Linked DNA regions of Sus scrofa: region 1 is linked to region 2. Evidence: chromatin contacts called from public Hi-C data. All regions are on one chromosome and are shown on one strand. The core of a region is the stretch at or near the end of the contact, and the rest is flanking DNA. Distances in the headings are between cores, read along the strand shown.

What was found. A called contact is a pair of places that touch in the nucleus more often than the background predicts.
Region 1: a Hi-C map of retroperitoneal adipose tissue shows a contact between it and region 2, with 2.5 times the contacts expected there. The contact joins two enhancer-like sites. A contact is called at or near these places in 14 of 47 Hi-C or Micro-C datasets (alveolar macrophages, brain, embryonic fibroblasts and 9 more) and 1 of 2 datasets of contacts at active chromatin or transcription factors (skeletal muscle).

Annotation. Positions count from the first base shown.
Region 1 is chr1:2,564,857-2,568,068 of Sscrofa11.1, reverse strand. No RefSeq gene overlaps it. Among named protein-coding and RNA genes, the nearest start is that of SFT2D1, 10 kb to the left of the region's middle. Within about 2 kb of position 1,313, at least 19 of the 83 cell types and tissues checked have an H3K27ac peak or open chromatin away from gene starts, as enhancers often do. A contact at or near this core is called in fetal liver, retroperitoneal adipose tissue and subcutaneous adipose tissue, where this site is marked.
Region 2 is chr1:2,255,043-2,257,960 of Sscrofa11.1, reverse strand. The region is part of intron 2 of RPS6KA2 (ribosomal protein S6 kinase alpha-2); the gene reads right to left. Among named protein-coding and RNA genes, the nearest start is that of RPS6KA2, 53 kb to the right of the region's middle. Within about 2 kb of position 1,505, at least 19 of the 83 cell types and tissues checked have an H3K27ac peak or open chromatin away from gene starts, as enhancers often do. A contact at or near this core is called in fetal liver, retroperitoneal adipose tissue and subcutaneous adipose tissue, where this site is marked.

The DNA.
Region 1 (3,212 bases), core at 64-2,563, 310 kb before region 2:
TCTCACCCTTGAAGAAAGCACAAATGAGTTTTTGACATGATATTTCACCAGAAATGAACGAAAACAAGACAATACACAGGGACTTTTAACTTTGGTTAGTGGTCCCTGGGGGCAGCACCTGGGAGCCTGTTGGAAATGCAGAGCCCCAGGCCACGGAGGGAGAGCTTCCGCTAAAGGCCCCCTCGGTGACGGACAGGCACTGGTCTCCCCCCCGAGTCCCCACCAATGCCCAGAAACAAGGAGAGGCCACGGTAGTTTTATTCAGGAGGCGGATTTGGAGGCATGCTTGTGTAAATACAAGGATTTGCTGCCAAAGTTGAGATTTTTCTTTCCAAATCTGTATTCATTGCCTTCTCCTCTCCATCTCGACTCTGTGGAGCCTACGCCGCAGCCCTCGTAGCCAGCAGCCTTGCCTCTCGGTAGCCCTGCTCCTGTGCTGACACGGCTCCCACTCCACCGGCCAATGACACTCGGGCGATGGCCCTCCCTCCCAGACAGATCAGATCCTCACCGCCTGGCCAGGCTGGGCTCCCTGGAGACAGGGAAGCGGATGTCTGTGCAGGACCCAGGGCCAGCACCTCGGGGGAGCGGCGGGAGCAGGCGTGCACGCCCCTCGGGCATGGCCGGGTGTGGTCACAGATCTTCAAAGCCAGGCCTCCAGCCCAGCCGGGTGGGGGGAGTAGGGGAGCGCCCTGCAGAGGCTCCTGTGAGCAGGGGAAAGGCCCAGGCCTTCACTTCTGCATCCGCCTGTCACGGTGGGAGCTGCCTCTGGGGAAGAGTGACTCTGTGCGAAGTGGCCATTCCCCAGGAGGGCTCCACCAGCACTCGAGTGGCTTAACCGGGGTTAGGTGGGAGTGGGGCGGGCAGCCTGGGGACCACGGAGAGGTGAGCACCCCTCTGGAGCCAACTGCAAGGTCGGCGTTGGAGCTGAGGCCAGCTGGGCTGAGTGAGTCGGGGGAGAGGCAGGTGCAGCCGCGTAACCCGAAAGTTTATTGACCGCAGAGGACACACGAGAGCTGTGAAGGGGCAACGTATTCTGCATCCGTGTCATCTCTGTGGAAGGACTGGTTACAAAGGAAATAGCGATGGCACAATCGGAAGCTCTTTGCTCACAGTCCTTGCCTCTGCCTGACCCGCGCAGACGCCAGCTCTGGTCGGGGCCACCTTTAGGTGGGAGTTTTCCTGCACGTGTTCGTAGATCAACGGGAACGTCTCTGAGGAGGATGGATGTGGGTTTTAAAGTGACTTTCATTCCTCACGACAAACATTAGCTCAACACAAATCACATGACCTCAGCGCTTGACTCTCACGAGGCCACAAGATGGCAGGATTTTGTCACAAAATAGTCTCGAGCCCGAGGAAAACAAAGGAGCGGGGAGATGCTTTGGGTTCAGAAAACGGAAACAGAGTCGAAGATTTCAAAATCCAACTGACGGTGACGCTGGGGGCGAGGGTGGGGGATAAGCAGGAGGCTGGGATTAACTTGCACACACTCCTGGGTGTAAGGCAGAGGGCTAACAAGGACCCACCGGGCAGCGCAGAGAAGTCTACTCGATGCCGTGTAATAACCAACCCACGTAGGAAAAGAGTCTGGGAAAGAGTGGCCATAGGTAAATCAGTACAACTGAATCACTCTGCTGCCCCCCTGAAACTAACACGACAGTGCAAGTCAACTAGACGCCAATAAACACGTTTTGAAATAAATTTCAAAAATTATCAAGGCTGCGGGATCATAGGGTGCTGGGTAGGTCTTTTCCTGGCGGAAAAAAAAGTAGTAAGGGAGGAATTCCCGTCGTGGCACAGGGGTAACAAACCCGACTAGTATCCACGAGAACATGGGTTCAACCCCTGGCCTCGCTCAGTGGGTTGAGGACCCGGTGTTGCTGTGAACGGTGGTGTAGGTCACAGACGCGGCTCGGATCCTGCGTTGCTGTGGCTGTGGCGTAGGCTGGCAGCTGTGGCTCCGGTTCGACCCCTAGTCATATGCCACGGGTGCGGCCCTAAAAAGACAAAAGACCGGAAGAAAAGAAAAGGAAAGATCACAGCTTGTTCATCTAGAGAGAATGATGAGGACAAAAGTGGAGAAATAAAGAGACTGTATCCTACGGGATGTGGGGATCCATGGGAGGTCGTTGATTTTATAAACGAGGCTTAAAATGTCCCCGAAGCATTCTGGGTTTTGTCTGCGGAAATGTCCATTTTAGACACGTTAGAGACTGCAGCATAATAAAATGCAAAAAAATCACATATAAAAAAAAGACACTTGGAGTTCCAGCTGTTGTGTAACGGGATCAGCAGCGTCGTGGTAGCACTGGGACGCAGGTTCAATCCCCAGCCCGGCACAGTGGGTTAAGGATCTAGGGTTGCTGCAGCTGAGGCTTAGGTTGTGACTGCGGCTTGGGTCTGATCCCTGGCCCAGGAACTCCACTGAGTTGAAAAAAAAGAGGTGCTTTGGGCTCCACCCACACTCAGGAGGGGAGCAGGTGATGCTGGTTCCAGTTGTCTCTCAGGGGCTCCTTGCTCCCCAGGAGCCTGGGGTGGAGTCTCTTCCAGGGACCGTGTCCCCAGGGAGCACACCTTAGAGCAGGAAAAGCAACATCCTCCTGGAGGCAGGTCCATGGCATTGACGGGTGTGTTTGATCGAAAGCCCAAAATATTTCGTTTGTTAAAACTGACAACAACCTGGCAAATTTCTTCCTCTTCCCTCCCTCTCTTTCTTTTTCTCTTTCTCGCTCTGTCTTCCTAACTTGTATTCAGGAGCCTCCACCCCTTGATTGCCTTTGGCCTTGACCGCACGGTTCTGCCTGGATACAACCACAAGTGCCAGCGCCACCAGGGGAAAGGTCAGGCCCGAGCTTGGGAAGGCAGCTCTGTGCCTGGGGCTTTCTGGAAGGATTTCTTCTCATACCAGTTTTGTTGCTTCCACATGATAAAAATTACGTTCTCGGACTGCCGCGTTCATCTGAGCTCTGGTTAGGAAAACTCCAGCTGGACGGCAAATGCCTATACTGTTCTTTGGGAACTTGAGCTGAGATGGGGTAAAACAAGGCCAGCCTCTTAGCTGCAGTGACCGTGGGCGATGAACAGGTCCGCCCTTGTCTTAGAGAATGTTCCGCAGTCACTGGGAACTGAGAGTAACCACGTGGCTTAGCGGCCGGGGGTGGGTCCTGGTCTCCATGAGTCCGGGAGTTCCCGCTGTGGCACAGCAGGTT
Region 2 (2,918 bases), core at 256-2,755:
GTCCTGCGGCACCAGAGACCGCGCTGGGCACCGCCGGAGCCCTGTCCCACCATTAGGCCACAAGCCAACAGAGGGGTCTGCCGTTTGGAACCATCTAGAAATTGCCAAAGCAGTTGGGACGTTGGATTTATCGCCGTTCTTCTGCGGTATCGAGTCTTCAGTGTCTCTGGGTGGCTGCGGCTCGTTCGTCCGCACCTCCCTACGCACCACACACACACACACACACACACACACACACACGCCTGCAGGCTGTAGGTTCCCGGGGTGGGGGTTGGATCTGTGCATTGCCTCTCGATTGCAGGGCTCCTGCCGCCCGACCTGCATCGCCCGCCACGAGGGGGCAGCAGAGGACGCGTCCCAGGAAGCGCCGGCCTGTGCACCTGCTGCAGGACAGCTTCGCTGCTGAGGCCTTGCTACGCGCTCCAGGAATAAGGTGCGGCCTTCACCCGCGGACCGACTGTAAGGAAGGCGGAGCTTGTTTTCCATAAACGTTCCTGTTGAGACCTTCCTCTCCCCCTCCCCTGGGGCCCCAAAACTCCAGATATCTGAGGGCTGTCTGGGTTCTTCTGGACTCTAAAGGGTTAACAAGTGAGTTACATCAGCCAAGAAACCAGACCTTTTCAGCGATTTGCTGGTTTCTGGGCTGTGACCTGTGTCCTTTCCAGATAAAACCAACCAAGGGGGTGTGAGACCAGCCCAGGGGAGGCCAGGCGTTAGCCGAGTGTGTGTTCCTCCCGGTGGCTCCTGCCCCTCCCCCCCCGGGGGGGGGGCTGGCTGGTCCATGATAAAGCAGATGGAGGGCAGCTCGGAGGACCTCCATCCAGCGAGAGGCAGGCAGCGATCCCCGAGGACCATCGCACTGTGCACTTAGGGATGAGGGGACAACTAACCAAAACACGGCTCAATGAATAACTGGGTTGTGAGAGGGGCGGGAGGAGGGGAGAGCCCACAGGGGCTCAAAGAGGGCGACCAGGGGGCTGGACCACCCCTGGGGTGCCTTTCCGTTTCTGTAGTTTAGATTTAAATATATATATATACACACATATATATATGTATTTTTCTAAATTCAGATGAATTTCCCATAAGATTAAGCACTTGAAATGTAAAAATCAGTGGTATTTAGTGCATTCACCACGTTGTGAAACCACGACCACTATTCAATTCCAAAATATTTTCATCCCTTCCAAAGAAACCCGGAGCCACTCCTCACGCCCACCCCCAGGCCCTGGCAACCAGCGGTCCATACCCTGTCCCTAGGGGTTGACCCACTGGAAATCTCTTATTAACAGAATCAGACCGCGAAAATAAGTAAAGGAAACTTCATTTTATTTTATTGCTTTTTAGGGCTGCTTCCGCAGCATATGAAGGTTCCCAGGCTAGGGGTCTAATTGGAGCTACAGCGGCCGGCCTCCGCCAAAGCCACAGCCACACGGGATTGGAGCCGGGTCTGTGACCTACACCACAACTCACAGCAACGCCGGATCCCCGACCCACTAGAGCGAGGCCAGGGATGGAACCCGCATGTTCAGATACCTGCGGGATTCGTTTCCGATAAGCCACCACCGCGACGCCAGGGAAACCTCATTTTAAACCGAGTTGGAGAGCCCTGAAGGGGGCGCTCTCACGCCCAGGACACTCGCGCAGCCCGAAGAAGGATGCCGGTTCCTTTGCCCAGGGAGGCCCATTTTCCCGGGGAAGGCTGTCTCCTGCTTTTAAGAAAAGCAGGAAGACCCCTCCCTGCCCCTGAGACAAGGCCCTTGGCATTGTTTGCAGCCAACGAGAAGCCGCCGGACCCCAAACTCCAGTTCTTCCCCCCAGTGTCCTCCTGAAACGGAATACAGGCCGCCCCGCCCTTTGCTCCTCCCGACCTGGTGCCAAACCCTGAGACTCCGTCCGCGCTGGGGGCTGGTTTCCGCAGGCGCCCAGCCAGGAATGCTGCAAGCCACCTGCGTGTGTTTCCCGGGCCTGAGCCGAACACTCACCCCAGGGGGAAAAATGTTCTTCCTAAGTTAGGCCTAAAAATATTGTTTTGCAGAAGACCTCCAAGATGTAAAATAAACATTTAAGTAAAAAAAAAAAAAAACCAAATTCTTTAACCCAATAACTTCTAGGAGTTTATCCAAAGATAGAGACTTAGGTAAATGTTTATCATCGTGTTTTTTAAAATTACAGTGAGAAATTGAACACTGGCCAAATATTAAACAAAGAATTGTACAAATACGTTATGGCACCGCTACATGATGGGAGATTCTATGGTTGTTAGAATAATAAGAATCGGGGGGACAATTTTTAAATGTTAAGAAAACATACAAAGTATGATTTGGTGTTGGCAAAGTGTATAAAAGGGCTGATGTAAATATAGAAACACACATAGCTGCTGAGTTGAGGTTGTGACACAGGTGCGGATGTGTGAGCACAGGGGTGGATGTGTGAGCACACGTGTGGAGATAGAAAGGCACAGGAAAAAGGTTATGAGATGAAGAAATACACCCACTGCTACAGTGAGTATCTGCTTTGCTACATGAAGGTCGTTTTTTTTCATGCCGCACCTGCGGCACATGGAAGTTTCAGGGCTAGGGGTCGAATCTGAGCTGCAGCTGAGGCCTACACCACAGGCACAGCGACACCAGATCTGAGCCACATCTGTGACCTACACTGCAGCTTGCGGCAACACTGGATCCTTAACCCACCAAGCAAGCCTGGGGATTGAACCCCCATCCTCATAGAGACTACATCTGTAAAGCGGTAGAGTCCTTTTATATTGAGGGAGAAAAGAGATACACATTCTGTACATTTATGAAGCAATACAAAACCCTCTTTGGCTTGTCAGCATCTTAAAGTCACGAAGCCAAACTATCTGGGACAGACTAGAAGTCTGCAAATCTCAAGTGTGTTTTCACTTATTTTGCTATTCCATC